Regions from separate parts of the Mus musculus genome. Here regions 1, 3 and 4 are each linked to region 2. A link is a contact called in public promoter capture Hi-C data. All regions are on one chromosome and are shown on one strand. The core of a region is the stretch at or near the end of the contact, and the rest is flanking DNA. Distances in the headings are between cores, read along the strand shown.

What was found. Promoter capture Hi-C pulls out the DNA fragments that hold promoters and counts their contacts.
Region 1: a promoter capture Hi-C map of frontonasal cranial neural crest shows a contact between it and region 2. The contact joins the promoter of Morn3 here to the promoter of Brap in region 2. A contact is called at or near these places in 1 of 39 promoter capture datasets (frontonasal cranial neural crest) and 1 of 9 other capture datasets (liver).
Region 3: a promoter capture Hi-C map of pre-B cells shows a contact between it and region 2, with 4 times the contacts expected there. The contact joins the promoter of Psmd9 here to the promoter of Brap in region 2. A contact is called at or near these places in 2 of 39 promoter capture datasets (liver and pre-B cells) and 1 of 9 other capture datasets (adipose tissue).
Region 4: a contact with region 2 is called in a promoter capture Hi-C map of liver, with 4 times the contacts expected there. The contact joins the promoter of Orai1 here to the promoter of Brap in region 2. A contact is called at or near these places in 2 of 39 promoter capture datasets (liver and pre-B cells).

The regions. Positions count from the first base shown.
Region 1 is chr5:123,044,678-123,049,469 of GRCm38.p6, forward strand. Morn3 (MORN repeat containing 3) reads right to left here and starts at 2,339. Exons shown (of 5, transcript NM_029112.2): 1 at 1,954-2,339. The coding sequence starts at 2,098.
Region 2 is chr5:121,657,583-121,662,700 of GRCm38.p6, forward strand. Brap (BRCA1 associated protein) reads left to right here and starts at 2,981. Exons shown (of 12, transcript NM_028227.3): 1 at 2,981-3,266; 2 at 4,418-4,579. The coding sequence starts at 3,185. It overlaps Acad10 (acyl-Coenzyme A dehydrogenase family, member 10), which reads right to left and starts at 2,928. Exons shown (of 21, transcript NM_028037.4): 1 at 2,711-2,928.
Region 3 is chr5:123,225,201-123,229,733 of GRCm38.p6, forward strand. Psmd9 (proteasome (prosome, macropain) 26S subunit, non-ATPase, 9) reads left to right here and starts at 2,990. Exons shown (of 6, transcript NM_026000.2): 1 at 2,990-3,244. The coding sequence starts at 3,107.
Region 4 is chr5:123,012,998-123,017,966 of GRCm38.p6, forward strand. Orai1 (ORAI calcium release-activated calcium modulator 1) reads left to right here and starts at 2,077. Exons shown (of 2, transcript NM_175423.3): 1 at 2,077-2,569. The coding sequence starts at 2,261. It overlaps Gm2479 (a long non-coding RNA gene), which reads right to left and starts at 2,030. Exons shown (of 3, transcript XR_387710.4): 1 at 1,730-2,030.

The sequences.
Region 1 (4,792 bases), core at 1,089-3,588, 1.4 Mb after region 2:
GCTGCATATACATACATACATACATACATACATACATACATACATACACATCAAGGCAAAAACACTCATGTACATGAAATAAAATAGATCTTAAAGAAGACAAGACTCACCATGGTCCACGAGGCACAATATATTTATTAGATACTTAGCTCTACAGACATGAGTTTTCTCTCTCTCTCTCTCTCTCCCTCTCTGTGTTTTGCTTTGCTGTTTTTTTAAAGACTTATTTATTTATTATATGTAAGTGCACTGTAGCTGTCTTCAGACACTCCAGAAGAGAGCAACAGATCTCATTACGGATGGTTGTGAGCCACCATGTGGTTGCTGGGATTTGAACTCATGACCTTCGGAAGAGCAGTCAGTGCTCTTAACTGCTGAGCCATCTCACCAGCCCTTTGCTTTGTTTTTGAGACAGGGTGTCATTATGTAGCCCCAGCTGCACTGGAACTTGCCAGGTAGACCAGCCTGGCCTTGAATTCACTGAGGTCATCCTGCCTCTGCCTCTGGAGTACTGGAACTAAAAGTATGAGACACCGCAGTTGGATGCTTCCTTCCTTCCTTCTTTCTTTCCTTTCTCTCTTTTTAAATTTTATTTTGTTTTGAGATAAGGTCTCATGTAGCTGAAGCTGGCCTTGAACCCCTGATCTCCCTACATATTGTCTTCCAAGCACTTGGGCACTGCAGGAATGCACCATCATACCTGGCTTCTCCAACCCCAACTTGCTTTGGGGGAGGGGGATCTTAGAGATAGGGTCATAGCCCAGCCTTGATCTTCCTACCTCAGACTCCTGAGCCAGTAACTGGGCTTATAGGTAATGTATACTAAAACCACATCCAATTCTGACCCACGTTCTCTCCCATTACTCTTTGTTCAGCTACACTGACTTCTAGTCTGTCCCTCAGTCAAGTTACACTGACCTCCCTAATTCTAATTCTACAGTTTAAGGTCTAAATTTTAGACGAAAAGCCCCTCAACCTGGACACATCTTTATCCTTTCTGCCTAGCTCAAACATCACCCTGCTCCTGTCTTCTTTGTTACTCCCTCTCTTCCCCTCTCTGGTGCCCTCTATAGCCTAATACCACCTCTTCAGTAGTCACTTCTTCCCAGGTCACCTCATTTGGGAAATGTGATGGTAGTCTACTTTGCAGAGTCTCCCCGAGCACCCTTGCTCTGAGCAATCTTGCTGCGTGTACTTTATAAAGAGACATTGTTGCCACTTAACAGATGAGAAAACCTATAGATAAGGTATTCTAACAATGCAGGCTCAGGGATTCTAGTGTAGATAACCCAGGAAGGCAGGAGAAGAAAGTGGTTAAGTCTGGAATTGCAAGACTAGAGCTTTTAAATAGAGTCCCCGTCCTACCCCCATCCATCCCGGACAAACGTGATTTGCAATGTATCGGCCAGAACCCATTCGCCCCCTGCTGGTTAAGACTTGAGTCCAGGCATACAGGAGTAATCATGGTCACTCAGTTACTTCTGGGGGGTTGGATAGGTCCAACCTGTGTCTTGAGGCCCAGACCTTGTGCCCCCACCATCTGCAGAGCATCAGGGCAGCATCTGAAGCCCACAACGCCTACTGCAAGTCATTTTCTTAATGTGTTGACCTTTTCAACCAACCCCAGGCTCTGCTACCCTGTCAGAAGACAGAGAGCGATCCAGCACCCCCAGAACCCCACCCAGCTTTGGGCTGGCTTCTGATGATCCCTATCCCATTTTTGTTTTCTGTCCCTAGACTCTGGCTCAGCTGAAGTCAGGGCTGACTTGGACTTCAGAGCCACAGCCCCCTGCTGGTCCCGGTTCTGGTCACTAAGTGGGGTTGGGAACAAAACAAGATCGCTTATGTTCTTAATGGACTCTGTAACAGTGCTTTTTGTTTTGTTTTGCATTGCCCACCCACTCTGACCCCACGCTGGCCACTAATCCCCGGAGGCTCTCCCGCTTAGCTTACCGTGTTTCAAGTTGCCCTTCCATTCGCCCACGTAGTGATCGCCGTTCACAGCAAACACTTGGTGTCTCAGTCCGTTCTTCTGGGCTTTCCGGTCCCACCCTTTCCACGGCGGCTCTACTTTCCTTGGACACTTAGTGACCGGCATGCTGGCTGCCTCTGTGGTGTTGCGGGGGTGCTAGCAGGAGGTAGGGGCATCAGGGGCTCAGTGACTCCCGTGTATCCTGGGGATCCTGGTACTTCCTGGGGAGGTGCCTGCCTGAGTTCCAATAGGGCAGGTCATTTGTGTTCTGAGTCCCCAGGGCAGGTGAAGAGCCCTCAGTGGGGATCCCTCTGTGCTGGACTGACCCACAACAGTCCTTGCCCTTGCATTCTCCTAGGGTCCATCTGTCAGGGATGTGATGGCATAATTCCTTTGGAACCCAGGGATTGTGATGACACTGGAGAGAAGCTGCCCCTGGGAAAAATGATGCTCACAGGTGACTTAATGACTTGAAAGACCAATCAGGAACCGACTTTGGTAGAAGAGACTCGAAGTAAGAAAGATCAGATGGTACCAAGTACTGGGACCACTCCAGGTGTATCAGAGGGTATCAGGCAGACAGCTGCCTGCCCTGTTAGCCCTTGCCCTACGTACCTGGTAGATGGGACAGATGAAGCTCAGGGGTTGCCTTTCAGCAGGGGAGATCCCACAAATCAGAGACTGATTTCATGGTGACTAACTGTCCCAGACTGCAAGTCTAGCTATACAGTGAGACCTTGTCTCAAAACAAACACAGTTGGACAGCCCTTGGCTCACTGGTCATCCTTCCACATCTGAGCCCTACGACTCTTATCTGGTAGAGCCATAGACTCTAGAGGGAAACAGTGGGTGGCCCAGGGTCTCCTCCCCATGTCTGGGAGCCCCGACCTGTTTTCCTCAGGTCCCCAGAATCTCCAGAAGGGATTGTTCATGTCTTTCCATCTGTCTCCAGCTGGCTCATGGGTGATAAAAACGTTCCTATCTACATCCTGGGGACCGCAATCTCCCTCAACTAATACAACCACATACTCCATAGGTTCTGAGGCTGTACAAATCCACTCCCATTAAATCTTGCACCGGCAGCACATACACACAGGTGCTGCCAATCAAAATATCCTCAGGTTGAAGCCAGTTCTAGGAGGTCATGGTATCTTAGCATCCACCCACAGGGTCAGCCTCACAACCTGTGTGCTTCAGGTTGGACACTGTGCCTGCCACCTGTGCATGTTTTACAGCCTCTGTTCCCACAGAGGGGACTACTGGCACATGACTTTAATCCCAGCACTCAGGAGGCAGAGGCAGGAAGATATCTGAGTTCAAGGCCAGCCTGGTCTACAGAGTGAGTTCCAGGATAGTCAGGGCTACACAGAGAAACCCTGTCTTGAAAAGCCAAAAACCCAAAATAAAAACAAAACAAACAAACAAAAAAATCAAAACAAAACAAAGCTTGCTTTTTTTTTTTTTTAATATGGAGTCTTGCTATGGCTCTGTGGCCCTGGCTGACATGGAACTCCATACTCCATATGTAGACCAGATGTAGACCAGGCTAGCCCCTAATTTGCATTATTCTTCTTGCCTCCTGAGTGCTGGCATAAAAGACATGTACCACTACACTCAAGTTCATTCATTCATTCATTCTCTCTGCCCCTTTCTGTTTCTAATAGGGTGTCATGTAGTACAGGTTAGACTCAAACTCCCAATGTAGCTGAGAATGACTTTTTTTCAATCCAGGGTCTCATGTAACCCAGGCTAGCCTCAGACTCACGATGCAGGATGACTTTAAATTAGCGGTCCTCCCAACTCTACCTCCTAAATGCTAGGATTGCAAGCATTAGCCTTCTTGCTTGGTTTATGCAGTGCTTAGAATCAAGCCCAGGGCTTCACACATGCCAAGCAAGTACTCTATCTACTGGTCCTCAGGCAGTGGTCTTAACCGATGAGCCATCTCTCCAGCCCCATACTGGCAGTTCTCCACGTGCCCTTTAATTGTTGTGTAGAGATCTGGCTTCTTGGCAGGGCCTCAGATGGAGAGTGGAGGACTTGAGAGGGGAGCCATGGTATAGAAGGTTTGTGCTGCTGTCAGAATCCTGAGGCTACCAATCTGCATTTGCAGTATCTTTATATATCCTTCGAGAACAATCCTGATAGTACCTTTTCCCTCTGAAAGCACCCCTGCTCTGGCCACCATTCTCAGCAGAGATGACTGGGGCCATGTGTTTTTTTGTTTCTCACTGCACCCAAGTGCCCACACATAGTAGGTTCTCAACTAAGGGCAAAGAGATGCTGGGAGTTGTAATGCAACCCGTAATCCTAACTGCTGGAAAGCTGAGGCAGAGGAATCACCACAAGTCTGAGGTCAGCTTGGGAGTGAGACCCTGTCTTGAAAAAAGCAGAAACTAGAGAAGGAGAGGATGGCCCAGTGGTTAAGAGCAGCACTTGTGCTGGGCATGGTGGCCCATACCTTTTAATCCCAACACTCAGGAGGCAGAGGCAGGCTGATTTCTGAGTTCGAGGCAAGCCTGATCTACAGAGTGAGTTCCAGGACAGCTAGGGCTATACAGAGAAACCCTGTCTTGAAAAAACAAAACAAACAAACAAACAAAAAACTAAGGAGAGCTCTGTGGACACTGGAGGGGAGGGGACAGACAGCTGGGGTCATTCCCGAGCTCCAGCCCCTTCATCCACTGGCTCACCTGTAACAGCAGCCTTGGACTTCACTCAACCCGCAGCTGAAGTTGTGAGTCTTGGGCCTAGGGAGGTTGTTATGGCAACGCCAAAACTGACTGACTTGCTGTGCCCGCCTCTTCCTGCAGAGGCAGG
Region 2 (5,118 bases), core at 1,731-4,230:
GTCCAGGCAATCCTCCTGCCTTAGTCTCCTTACATAGCTGGCATGGGAGGGACATATGGACCGCTGTGCCCAGCTAACAAAAGATCAAATAGTAAACCATGAAAATCTCAAGATGTACCGATTCATCAAAATTTGGCTGCGTTTTGTACTTAAAACAAAACAAAACAAACCCCAAACTCCAGACTCATGAGCCTCTCTCAATTTTCGTCTTTCCATGCCGAGGCCAAAGTCTATGAAGGACAACACCCTGATGCGGAGGCAGAGGTTACAGGCTTATGCTGCCACTTCTGTGTTGTGTATCCCTGGGGAATCTGGCCTTTGTGCACACTAGGTAAGCACTCTCTGTCTGTCCCCCTTCTCTCCAGGCCTTGGCACCTGCTGTGCCACCAGACCAGAGCTGTTCCCCTGCTTCACCTGGCTGGTGAATTTCTACTCGCTGTTACACATCAGCCTTGCCCTCTTCTCTGTAGATTTTATTTCTTTTCCCCATTGCTGACTGTGGCAGTTTTGTGGTGGGCTCCCACCCCCAATGGCCCTTTTTCATAACTGTAGTGGAGTATTTAACCTCTACAAACACTAACTGTTCTCCTAACTGCTTCTATGGTAAGCCCCACAAGACAAGGATTGTGTTGTCTTTTAGACAGCCATCTCTTGGGGCTCGGTGCTAGAATCAGAACAGCACCTCAGGCTAGATGACCTGAAGGATGAGAAACTGGATAGATCAGAAAATAGCATGGAGTCCTGAGGATGCATGGCTGTATCCCTAGCACATGAGAGGCAGAGGCAGGGCAGCCTTGAATGTCCAAGCTAGCCCAGGCTAGCCAGCAAGAAAAGGGAGAGAGGGTGCAGGGAGGGAAGAGCCATGTTTGAGTGGCTGACATCCAGGAAGAGCTGTGACTCCTTGTCCCCTCCTGGTTAGCAATGCTAGTTTCCTGGGACTGGCATCTTCTATACCACAGAGCATCTTTGTTTTCTCCTTGTCAATCAGAATGAGGTTAGACTAATGTAGGCTTCCTGCCTCGATCATATTTCATAAACATCTACATGGTGTATAGTTTTATATTACAGACATGGTGTAGTAAAGACATAACAGATCTTGTGTTTGACTGGTTTCCAAGCGTGACTCTGCTATCCATTGACAGTGAGGTCCTATGTATGTTACCCTCTCTGAGCCACAGCTTCCTCCTCTGTAAAATGGGGATAATTTCAGTACCTATTGCAAAGGTGGGGGGGGGGGGTAACCATTGCCTAAGGTAAAGAATGTAGAGCTATCAAGTTAGTGTGTGTCACACTATTTAGGGTTACCTAACACGTGACTTGGGGGTGTGCCTCAGCAGAATGGCTTGTTCTTAGCACGATGAAGACTCTAGGTCAATCTCAGCACCATAAACTAGTGTCTGACACAGTCAGATGATCTACACTCTGTGGATGGCTTGTCCACTTTCATATATGCCCATTTTTCCCCATGAGGGGTATGATTTGGTGATATCTATGCTTTTTTTGGTGGTCACCACCAGGTGACAGTACCACTGAGGTCTATGGTTCACAGACACACATACACGCACCCCAAAAGGGTTATAGAAAGTGAAAGTTGAGCAGAAGTTGGGAAATCTTGGCATTAAAAGGCTTTAAGACATATTACATAGAAAATAGTATAAACACCTCTATATATTGTATGTTCCTGTTACAGGTACCATTTGTATCCATGGCCTCTCCCAGACCTCTTACACTATAGCATGTACACAATATTGTCCTTCCTGACATGTCATATTTTTTCTCCATATATGCACTAATCTTACCTGGCCTTTCTTCCTTTCTTTCTCCCTTTCTTTCTTTCTTTTCTCCTTCCTTTCTTTCTTTCCTTCTTTCTTTCTCTTATGTGTGTGTGTGTCCTGAACATTGTTTCGATTATATCGTGTGTATGTGTGTGTGTATTTTAGACACTGAACCCAGAGCCTATACCTAAAGCATTCTAACCCTTAAGTGCATTCCTCAGTGTGTGTGCTCACTATAGCACCTGCACAGAGGACAATCTTGAGTTAGTTCTATCCTGCCATCTTGTGAAGCACAAAGCCTTCAGCAGAAGCCTGGAAGTAACCCTGGCACTGATGAGGTGGAAAAGGCAGGAGGGTCAGAAGTTCAAGGACATCTGATTCCAATACGTAGAGAACATAGATTATCTTTTCTCCAATATATAGGGTTCTCAGTATCTTGGGCTACTCAAGACCTTGTCTCAGAACAACTCAAAACCTCAAAACAACTAAACAATGGCCAGACGGTGGTAGGGCAGGGCTGTATCCCACAACTCCAGAGGCTTAGGCAGGCAGATCTCTGAGTTCGAGGACAGCCTGGTCTACAGAGTGAGTTCTAGGACAGCTAGGCGTACTTGGAGCAACTCTGACTTGGAGAAGAAAACAACAAAAACAAACAAAAAATAAAACAAAACCAAACACATCCAAACCACAAAACCAAATTTAACCATGACCTATAGGCTTCCCAGCGTATCCCTGTCTCTTACACAGCGTTTTGTATCACACAACCGAGTGGTTATGCAATAACTAGCTCAGGATCGCACGAGTGCTGAAGCTTGTCCTGTCTGGGGCTGTTTTCTGTGTCCGCAAAAATAATCATCCCACGCAGCCCCGCAGTGCCCGGCTCTCAGTGGATTATCTGTGAAGTCATTGCGCTCCTAGCCAGCCCCTCGCCATACCTGCAGAAAGTTACAACCCTGAGGTCGAAGACCCAGGAAGCCTCAGAGTCTCTGCGGACCCATAGACTCTCGGTGAGCCCTGCGGGAAAACTAAGGAGGACAAACGTAGAGAGGGGTCAAACGCAAAATAGGAGCCAGGCGTCTTTGCGTGCTCTGCGCACGCTCCTCGGACCCTGTCCAGACGGTCAGCCAAGGGGGCAGAAGCAGCTGTCGAAAGCGCATGCGCGCCCGGGGCCTCGCCCCTTTCCGCGTGCGCGTGCGCGACCCGGCGGGTCAGAGACGGCGGCCGACAGGCGGAAGCGGAGGTTGTTGTGGCTCGGCAGGCTGCGCGCGACGGGGGCTGCCGCTGCTGAGGCGGCGGCCGCGGCTTCTGAGGCGGTGGCGGCGCTGCCGACCGCGGGCCGCTCGGCCTCTGGGCTCGGGCCGCAGCCTTCCGTCAGCCCACCGGGGCCCACGCCGAGCAGCGCCTGTCCTATGAGTGTGTCACTGGTGGTCATCCGACTGGAGCTCGCGGGTCACTCGCCGGTCCCCACCGACTTCGGCTTCAGCGCCGCCGGTGAGTCGGCGGCCTCGCGCCGGGCCGGAGGGTCGGCAGCCCTCGCTCCACCGGCCCCCGGACTTGCCGGGCGCCTCTGCTCGACGTCGCCCTCGCTGCGAGAAAGCGCGGCCCAGGGCGCGGGGGCGATGCTGTGCGCCTTTCCCAAGCTGGCAGTCAGACAGACCGGTGGGGAAAGGATTTGCCCAAAGTTAGGTGTGAGTGGCTGGAAACGCGAGTTTTAGCCCAGCCGGGGACCGAGAGGCTGACGTCTTCACCACCGGCCACAGACTTCCTTAGTGGGTCATGCAGCTTCGGCTCTTCCCGTGATCGTCACAACCTTACCTGATAGCATTGAGGATCCTGAAGTGAAGGCAGGAGGACAGGCAACCAGAAGCCAGGCAGGGTTGGGGGGGGGGGGCGGAAACCTGTCTCAAAAGACCGACGAGAAAAAGGTGTGTGTGGGAGGGCGATTGCTTGGTATCTGTCAAGAGTTTTGTCATGCCCTGAATCAGACTTGGTCTGATATGTGCCATACGGACTAAATGTCCCAAGTTGATGGAAAAGAGAAACGGACACTTAGTTTGGAGAGCTGGGCTGGCGCTCGTTCTCGGAAGGATGGCATCCTGGACACTCTGTGGGTCCATTCTTTGGAGCTGCAGTAGAAGAGTGTGTTGTGGTCTTTCTTGGTCTTTGAGACTCCAGTGACTTGATTTATTTCAAGGTTACAAGCGAAATTCCAGAGCTCAAAGTGACCCCTAGATCTGAAAGTCAGTTAAGTTGGCACTAGGCACAAACAGGTAACTTCATCCTGGCCCAGTCCTGGAGACATTTATGCAGTAAAGCCTAGGGGGAGAGTACCTACTGTGTGCTTAGATGTGTGGATCGGGTGCTGAGAACTCCTACTGTGTGCTTGGTTGTGTGGGTTGAGTGCCGTACTGGACAGGCCTGGTGCCTGCCTCAGAACTGATGTTAAGGAATTTCGGTCACATCTCCGGGTTTCTGAAATGCTGCTTATTCATTAATAAGTAGAGGGACAGAGGCAGACACTGGAAAAGAGCCTCATCCAGGGGGACACGCCATAGAGGAGCAGGAAAGCTATTGATTGATGTGCCAAGAAGTGAGAGGAATTTGTTCTGTCATTAGGTATTAATCTTTCATGTGTTCTCCAGCTGGAGAGATGTCTGATGAGGAGATCAAAAAGAAGACATTGGCTTCCGCTGTCGCCTGTCTAGAAGGGAAGTCAGCCGGGGAGAAAGCAGCCATCATCCACCAGCACCTTGGCCGTCGGGAAATGACGGATGTGATTATTGAGACCATGAAGGCCAGAGCAGGTATGCCCACAGGAAGCCTGGCCGCGCTCAAGTACTCTGAGCCCCTGGCTGGTTTTTGTTTTTTGGTTTTTGTTTGTTTGGTTTGGTTTGGTGTTTTTTGCGGTTGATGAGCAGCTGAGGCTGGGTACATTTGTTAATGAGTATGGCCTTGAAGTAATCTTGCTACGTTCACCTCCTGAGTGGTGGGATCATGTGTATGCATCCGTATGTCCAGTTTGCATCCTGCTGGGCACAGACCCAGGGCTTCATACATGTAAGGCTAGCGCTCTCCCAACTGAGGTATAGTTCCAGCATGCTTTTTCCCCCCAGCACTTGTGTTCTTTATGTGATTTGTGAAGCATATTTCATTGTCTTTTTTGAAAGGGTTATGTAAACCCTGGAGTTTGGAAACATACCCCAAGACCCTGTTTTAAGAGAGTAATACAGGAGAAACTAGATTGGTTGTCACAAAGTGGGCTCTTCCCTCTGGTGGGAATGCTTATAACTACTAACTCTGCTCCAGTGGAGCAGTTCCCGGGGAAGCCTGCTGCCCCGTCCCT
Region 3 (4,533 bases), core at 1,740-4,239, 1.6 Mb after region 2:
GTAGAACTGTATTTGAGATTCTCTGTCTCATTCAGGTTTTACATTATATCTTCATGTGCCTCACCGCTGAGTAAAACTCTCATTCCTTATTACTATTTTTTTTAAAAACATGCTTTTTTAAAAAACAAAATAAAGAGAAACCCTGTCTTGAAAAATCAAAACCAACCAACCAACCAACCAGAAAAACCCAAAGAACTTACTTTATACTTCCTGTGCATCAGTGTTTTGCCTGAGTGTGTGTCTGTGTGACGGTGTCAGAGGGTGGAGTTGCAGACAGTTGTGAGCCGCCATGCAGATGTTGAGAGTTGAACCTGGGAAGAGCAGTCAGTGCCCTTAACTGCTGAGCCATCTCTCCAGCCTCCTTATTACTATTTAAAAATTTTTATTTTTATCATATGTATGTGAGTTGGCTAGTTTTATGTCAACTTGATGCAACCTAGAGTTGTCTAAAGGAAGATGGAAACTCAATTGAAAAAATGCCTCCTTAAGTTCCACCTGTAGGGCATTGCCTTAATTAGTTATTGATGGGAGTGTGTTCTACCCATTTTGGGCTGGTGGTCCTGAGTTCTATAAGAAAATAGGCTGAGTAAGACACAAGGAGCAAGTCAGTAAGCAGCACACCTCCATTGGCTCCTGCCTCCAGGCTCCTGCACTGTTTGAATTCTTGTCCTGATTTCCTTAAATGATGAACAGTTATATAAGGAAACGTAAGCCAGATGAAGCTTTTCCTTCCTACATTGCTTTGGCCTTTGTACTGGCTGGTTTTGTGTCACCTTGACCCGGGCTGGATTTATCACCGAGAAAGGAGCTTCAGCTGGAGAAGTGCCGCCATGAGATCCAGCTGTAAGGCATTTTCTCAATTAGTGATCAAGGGGAAAGGCCCCTTGTGGGTGGTGCCAGCTCTGGGCTGGTAGTCTTAGTTCTATAAGAAAGCAAGCTGAGCAAGCCAGGGGAAGCAAGCCAGTAAAGAACATCCCTGCATGGCCTCTGCATCAGCTCCTGCTTCCTGACCTGCTTGAGGTCCAGTCCTGACTTTGGTGATGAACATTGTTGTGGAAGTGTAAGCTAAATAAACCCTTTCCTCCCCACTTTGCTTGTTGGTCATGATGTTTGCGCAGGAATAGAAACCTTGACTAACACAGCCATGCTATTTTATCACAGCAATAGAACCTTAACTAAGACAGTGTGCAAGTGTTTTGCCTGCATATACGTATGTGTCCTAAGTGCGTGCTGGATGGTTGTGGAGGTCAGGTGAGGGCATTGGAGACCCTGGAGCTAGAGTAACAGACAGTTGTAAGCTTCCATGTAAGTACTGGGAACCCAGGCCCTCTGCAAGAGCTTTAAGTATGTTCTTAACCTCTGAACCATCTCTCTACCCCACACCCCAGTTTCTATGTTTACCTACATTTATAGAGGCCTGACACAGTTTCATATTCTTTACCACTTCAGTCTTGTGGGGAATTCATGAGAGGAGACTGCTCAGATAGAGTTTTAATCTGATAGTCTTTATTAGTGAGCCAGTACAACACTAAGTGTTTGGGACCCCAGTGGAGCACTGAGCCTTTTTCAGGGTAAGCTTTTTGAGCACAAAAACCGGGTCCTGGGGTGATATACCTTAGTTCACAAGAGCAATTAGCCAGGAGCACAACCACTGAAGCCAAAAAGCAAGGTTCGTGCATGGAGAGACTTTCCCACAGCTGTGGACTTGGATGGCTTCCGGCTTTGTTTTAGTTTTGGCAGGTGGTGCTGTCTGTGTGCTGTGTTTTCCAGCCTGAGTGGTACTTTCTTTATGGAGTCGGTTGTACTAAGGTCTGGGGGCCTGTTACACCAGCACCTCGTGACAGAGGTGAAAGTCAATAAATACTTGGACACCCTTAAGAGACACGTTGCTAGGGTGTGTGTACTCTGATCAGGATCCAAAGGGAATAAATTAGTAAATAAAAATGAAAAAAAAGAGCGAGAGATATTACTGTTAGTGTCACACAATAAGGTCAGAGAGCAGAAGGTGAAATTATTTAAGGTCACATGGAATATATATAGTCGGTGTTAATGGTCCAACTTTGAACATAGGTTGTACCATGAGGATCCCCAGCCCGAAAGTGGCTGGGGATATAGCTGAGTTGGTAGAGTGTTCCTGATCCCCAATATTTCATAAACCATACCTGGTGGTACATGCCTGTAATCCCTGCCTGTGGAGGGAGCAGATGGAGTATCAGATGCTCAAAGGCACTGGGCACACTAGGTTATAAAGAAGGAAAAAAAAAAAGGTCTTGAAGTTTTGATGAGGATAGGTTGAGGGAGGTGCGAAATGGATAGAATGGGAGTGGGGGGTTAGAGGGTGTCTGTGATCATGACAATAAGAAATAGAATATTCTAAAAACTTGGGGAGAGCTTCAAGGTCGCCTTCATCTACACAATGAGTTAGAGGCCTGCCTGAGATGCAGTAAATCTTGTCTGGAAAAAGAAAAAGAAAAGAAACAGAAAACAAAAAACAAATCGCTTGAAAGCCTCTTTCAAACACTCAGGGGCTTCGTAGATGTTAAGAACTGAAGTGTCAAGGTTGGCAAGACTGGATCCTCTTACATTTATACAGCTGGTATCCAGTTTACTCAGCCTTCAGATGAGTGAATGAAAAAAAGTGTAAGCCAGATGTGGTGGCTTTAATCCCAGCACTTGGGAGCAGAGGCAGGAGGATTTCTGAGTTTGAGGCCAGCCTGGTCTACAGAGTGAGTTCCAGGACAGCCAGGGATACACAGAGAAACCCTGTCTTGAAAAACGGGGTGGGGTGGGGGGGTGGGGAAACGGACGGATGGAGGGACGGGGACAGAATGAAAAAGAAAGGAATGAACAAGAAAAGTGGAAATGAGTCAGGATAAAGTGGGAGTAAATACCTATGTCCTCTATGGGCCTATTTATCTCTACCGGGTCATCTGAAAACCACGTGGTCTATCTAGCCGGTGACCCCGCCCACTTCCAAGCTCCACCCTTCATCTGTTTCCGTACTTGCGCGTTGGCTGAGCTGTTTTGGCCCCGGGGAGGACCCGTAGCCTCAGCCTCGGCTGGCGTCCGTAGCCGGGAAACCCAGAACTCTAGCTTGAGGTCCGCGATGTCGGGTGAAGACGTTCCGCACCGGGCAGAGTCCTCCGAGGCCCGTGCGGCCGCGGTCAGCGACATCCAGGATCTGATGCGACGCAAGGAGGAGATCGAGGCGGAGATCAAGGCTAATTACGACGTCCTGGAGAGCGTGAGTGTGGCGGGGAGGCCTGCGGACGAGGCTCGGGGTCGCTGCCAAGCAGTGTCCTAGAGGGGGTCTTTGCTGCGTGCCACACGCCCCTTTAAGCATTTTTTCTTTACGTGGGATTAATTTTCATTTTCGGAAGCATTAACTTTGCATTTTAAAGTTTTTTGTTTGTTTGTTTTTAACGCAGCCCCTAAGCTGGCTTCGAACTCGTGATCCTCCTGCTTCATCTTTCTGAGTGCGGGAATCGCGGGCCTGTGCAACCATGATATAGGCCTTAGTGAAACTGCCTCGGTCGCAAGGATAGACTATTTGCTGAGGCATAGTGATAATCGCTACTGTCACTTTCTGTAGGTGACATTACCAGGTTTGGCCTCGCCACCCGCTTTTCTTTAGGACTTTATAAATGTCAACTGGGAGAATTAATTGGGCATCTTGTTAAAATGCACGTTGTAGCCAGGGGAGGCATCCCTATTTAAGCCCAGCGTTTAGAGAGTGGAGGCAGGGGGATCAGGACTTGAGGGTTATTCTTGCCTACATAGTAAGCTCGAGGCTGTCCTGGGTTATATTAGACCTTGTCTCAAAAAAAAACCAAAAAAAAAAAAAAAAAAAAAAAACAAAAAAGAAAAGTAAAAATGAAATGCAGACTCTAATTGGGATAGGGAAAAGACTCTGGATTTTAAGAAAACCCTCACCTCTGCTAATTGCTCTTTTAAGTGGAGCCAGATTAAGCACATTGTCTTTACTGTAAAAGGGGAAACAGGGCCAGAGTGGAGCCAATGCTTGCCCAGTTAGGAAGGGGGAATGGTTGGCTCTGTGATCTGTTTACCTCCTAAGCAGATATATTTTTCATAAAACCCCAAGTCAGTGTATAGAGGAAGGGGAGGCTAAATCACACTCATTGCTGGGCACAATGACATCTGGGTGATGGGTGCCAGATGACGGTGTCATATAGAGGTTCTACAGGCCAGGTAGGTGCTGACCATGTGCCTGAAAGGTACTATCTTGTATGTGTGCTGTGCCAGGAAACTGTCACAGCAGTATTGTTAACTTGTGTCCCTGAAGCTCAAAGGGGCGGAGTCAGGGGCTGGAGAGATGGCTCAGTGGTTTAAAGGCACTGGCCATCATAAGGACTGGAGTTGAGATCCAGAATTTACTACTGTGTAAGTTCACACGCCCGTGGAGACGTTTAAACAGACACAAATCTCTTTAAAGAAAAAAAAACACAAAAACCCGTGTGTGTGTGTGTGTGTGTGTGTGTGTGTACACATATATCTGTGTATGTATGGATACAC
Region 4 (4,969 bases), core at 827-3,326, 1.4 Mb after region 2:
CCTCCAGATTTGCATACAGGCCAGTTTGAGGGGTACACATTCTCCATTGAGCTTCCCTCCTCTCCAATGGCTCTAGTTCATGTCAAGCTGACAAACAACAACAACAACAACAACAACAACAAAAACCCAAAAACCTAACACAGATGCTATTACAATCAGAGCTATGCAAGGGAAGATATCAGGGTGACCAGACAAGACCATACGTGGGGCTATGTAGGCAAAAGGAAAGGTCTTTAGGATAGTTGAGCACAGGTGTAAATGATAATCAGGAATAATAAGCACAAAGCCCATGTAGGAAACAAACCTAATGGGGTGAGATTTCAAATTCCAAGGGCTCAATCTTTTCGTTGTCATTTTATGTTCTGGAGACATTTTTGTTTGTTTGTTTGTTTGTTTTGGTTTTGTTTTGTTTTTCGAGACAGGGTTTCTTTGTATAGCCCTGGCTGTCCTGGAACTCACTCTGTAGACCAGGCTGGCCTCGAACTCAGAAATCTACCTGCCTCTGCCTCTGCCTCCCAAGTACTGGGATTAAAGGCATGCGCTACCACTGCCCAGGGAGACAAAGTCTTTTATGTAGCTGGCCTAGAACTCAGAGATCCTCTTGCCCTGCCTCTGTCTCCCAAGCGCTGGGATTAAAGGCTTGTGCCACCATGCCAGCCCCAAGTTCTCAATCTTTGTAAACCTGGGAAGGCAGCAGCTAGGGGAATCTCAGAAACTCCACAGGAGGCCTCTCTTTTGTGCCATGTGGTTGAGTGAAGGGCTGCCCTCTAGCGGTTGTACAAGAGTTTAACTCTCACACTGTTAGACCTGGAGTGCCACACCACATGCTTAGGATTTATTTGACTGGGATCTAAATTTATCATTTGTTCTTGTTTTTCCCACATGTATTCAGTCAACAAGCATTTCTTCAATGTGGAGTATGTGCCAAGAAACATTCTGAAGGCTGGGGGTTAAAGCGGTGAGACTGCTCTTAACGTGTCCTAAAGTTCCTTAGCCCAGTGCCCTCCCTACCTTACCGGTATCTCCTGAGCCCCACCCTGAACCTCCCTATTTTCCTCTTCCCTTAGGTCCTGGCGCCTATCTTGCTGGCCCAGGTCTCAGCTCAGATGAGACTCCCAAGGTGTGAACCTTTTTAGTCTGCCTCCTGCAGAATAGAAAACGCTACGGAGGGGTCTGGGAATGGCAGGCACAGGCTAATGGCAGGCACATGCTAATGGCAGTAGTCCAGAGGCTTGGGCAGATGGCTCTTTGTGAGTTCGAAGCCAGCCTGGTCTATATAACAAGTTTCAAACCAGGCAGAGCTATGTAGTCTCAAAAATAAATAAATACAAACGGGGGCTAGCATTCTAAAATTAAAATAAAAACCCTGTTACTATCCACCTTTTTTTATCTTTTTTTTTTCTGTACACATTTACAGTCTCCTGAACTATAATTGACTCGATGTTTGTGTGTCTTTTCTACAAGAGTGTTGGCTGCAAGGGTGCAGGGAATTTTGTCCCTCTTGTGTTTCGAGGCAAGGGCTCACTCCTCCTTCAAACTCATTGTTTTCCAGTCTCCTCTATGCTGGGACTCCAGGCACGCATAACATCTTCGGGATCGACTTTGTCCGTCTCAATCACAAGCCTACACCCTGCCCTCGGTGCCTGGGACCGTGTTGGCACCCAATAGACGCTCAATAACCGCTCACTGAACTCTAGTAGCCCTCCGCTTGCTCTTTTTTCCAACAGACCTTTTGCCACCTTGTTCCAAGGAGGAAATAGGCCTCAGGAGGCGCCCAGAGGTGACCTCGGATGGCCTAAGTCAAGAGCTCCGGGAGCAAAGCCACAGGAGCAGCTGCAAAGAGAAGCGAGGCCTGACAGCGTGGGGCGCTTCCAGGAAGGCGAGCCAGGGGCTGGGGGCGGAGCCGTCGGAGGCGGTGCGGGGTACGTCACTCGCACGGACACCGCCCACCGCCTTGTGGGCGGGGTGTGTTCGTGGGTGTGGCGTATGCAAATAACCTCGGGTCGCCGGCCAATCGTGGAGCTCGCGGAGGTGCCGGCTTGGGACCGGACGCCGGTCGGCACGCAGGCTCCGGTCGCGGCCGCTTGGAACTTGCGGAGCGGTTCTGCAGCCAGTGCCTCGGCCTTCGGATCCGGTGCGTCCGGCTGCGGGAGACCGGCTCGAGTGGGAGGCCGGCGGAGGTGCGGCGCGGCCCGGCCCGGCCCCGGGGCCGCAGCCTTCTCAGGCGCTCGCCGCCAGCCGCGCCTTCGCAGCGTACTCCATGCATCCGGAGCCTGCCCCGCCCCCGAGTCACAGCAATCCGGAGCTTCCCGTGAGCGGCGGCAGCAGCACTAGCGGCAGCCGCCGGAGCCGCCGCCGCAGCGGGGACGGGGAGCCCTCGGGGGCCCCACCGCTGCCGCCGCCGCCACCCGCCGTCAGCTACCCGGACTGGATCGGCCAGAGTTACTCCGAGGTGATGAGCCTCAACGAGCACTCGATGCAGGCGCTGTCCTGGCGCAAGCTCTACTTAAGCCGCGCCAAGCTCAAAGCTTCCAGCCGGACCTCGGCTCTGCTCTCCGGCTTCGCCATGGTGAGCTCGGGCCTCCCTGCCCTCCTCCCCTCTTCCTGCTTCGGCCGCTCCCGCCCGCAGCCCCGACGGGGCCCACAGTTGGGAGCGGGCTGGGCGTGCCTGGGGTGAGGGGAAGAGCTGGGGAAAGCTGTCCTAGGCGCCGGAGGGGAGCCAGAGGCTGCTGAGCTGTGAGGGCGAGGTGGACGACCAGAGATAGAGATACCCACGCGCAGGTGTTTTTAGACGGGCACCTTGTCGCGGCAAAGAGGTTAGGGTTACAAAGAATGTTGCTTTCATGAAGTTGCTATGTAAGAAGTCTGCCCTGCATGTAATCAGGGGGACAAGAAGGATGCAAAAGGTCCAGCCCACTGAGGACAGGTGTCAGGAGATGAAGATGAGCTACATTGTGGCCGCGCCTTCTCGCACACCTAAGGCCGGAAGGTATTAACAAGACTTTATCAAATATTGGAGGGGATTTCCCAATACGTTCCACCTCCCCATACTCCACTAACTCTTACTCCCTTTTACACTCCCCACCCCACCGCATTTTCCAAGAGCCTCAGCCTAGGGGTTGAGTGCCACTCCCCACCCTCATTTTCTTCTCTAGAAACTTGCCTCTGAGTCACTGGGTGTGGGGGAGGAGGGTGGGACATGTTCCCCTTGAAAGGGCTCTTGCTTGATGAAGAGGTAGGCATATTTTCCTCCCCTCAAGTCCCAAGAAGGTGGTACGAAGCCTCTGCAGGAGGCGCCCCTGGAGGCTGCAGGTTAGGCACCAGACCTTAACTCTAGGAATACCTTCAGGCTTGCCTGTCTTGGAGTTTGCCTGGAGCTGTTATTATCTTTCGATGACATCAACCTACATCAGTGGGGTCTGCCGCCCCCCCCCTTCACCATCACGGCCGCCTCCCCCCCCCCCCCCCCCCCCCCCGTGAATTAGCTAAGCCTTTGGCCTTGAGGAAGGGAGTGGTTGGCACCCTTGGTTTTCTTGGGAAGGGAGTGTTGTCTGGGTCTCTCCCTGTCGCCTGCAAACAAGTGGATCAACACAGTTGTGAGCCCGGATGCTTTAGAAGCCCACAGTGCACTAGGCCAGAGAGGAAAGGCCAGGAGGTGTGATATAAATTACCCTTCCCAGCTCTGCCACTTGCTGCTTGCCTGTATGACCTCAGGCAAATCAATCTCTCTCTCTCTCTCTCTCTCTCTCCCTCTCTCTCTCTCTCTCTCTCTCTCTCCCTCTCTACCTCTCTCCCTCTCCCCAGATCTTGATTTCTTAAATGGCAGATTAAAAAAAAAAACCTTAAAACCGACTTTAAAAAATGATGTTGGAGGAGGAGCCCTTTAAAGAGGTGAAAGTGAGTTGGCTTATAATTATAGTACTCAGGAGGCAGAGGCAGGAGGATTGCCCATGACTTCAAGACCTGTCTGTTCTACACAGCTAGTCTGGTAAACAGGACTTGAACCTGGGTCAGCCAGTGTCTAGGTCTTACTTAAGACATACCACAGTGCTATGGGCAGTTTCCAGCCAGGGCCAGGTAGCTCCAAGCCAAAGGGAATGAGAAACAAAGCCACACAATGTTTCTTTGGAAGTTAAAGAGAAAGTTTTACACTTTAGGGGAGGGGGTATCACGTGTTTATGGCTTGTAAATTGTAACTTCTTAGACCCCAGGAGAGGTGAGGGTCAGATAGGGGGTCCTTTCCTACCCTCTCCTTTTCTCGTTCTCCTCTGCAGAAGGTCAAGCCTCCACTAAAAACATGGAGGAGGTTAGAAGGCTGGGGTAGCTAAAACCGGTGGATGGGCATGGGTGCATCCACACTGTCTGTCCTGGGAATCTTGTTTGCACAGCCTGGGTAGAGTAGGCTCCTCAACTCCAGGATGCCATCCTTTAAATTGTGCAGACTTACGAAGGGTTGAGGTCCAGGACTGCCTCCCTTCTGAGCCACAGTTTCAACTAAGCACTCTGCTATGAAGCTGGACTTCTAAGAACTCTGGATTCATTGTCTGAGGTCTCCTGATGCTCTGCCCCCACTGCCGACACCCAGCCCCTTGAGTGAGCCTCAAGAGAGGAAGGGGGTGCCTGGCCACCCTCATGCCATGGTAACGGAGTGACAAGTTTCCTGGATTACTCTTCTCTTGGCTTGTGAGTCAGCACAGCCAACTTCCTGCCCCCAGAGGGCTTCCTTCCTACAAACCTGGAAAAGTAGAGGAGCTGACCCGACCTTTGCCCCTCCAGTGTTAGCCAGGTTGCCTGGAATGCCAAATTCACCTGCTTATCCCTAAAGTGAGCGTGAGGGAGAGTCTCTCAAAAGGCCTGGTGGAGATCAAGCCAATCCTAACTTCATGATGAAAGGGTGTAGGCCAGGTGCCTGTAACACATTGAGGATAAGCGTCTTTGAGGTTAGTTTTCTCCTGTGTAGAGATGGGCA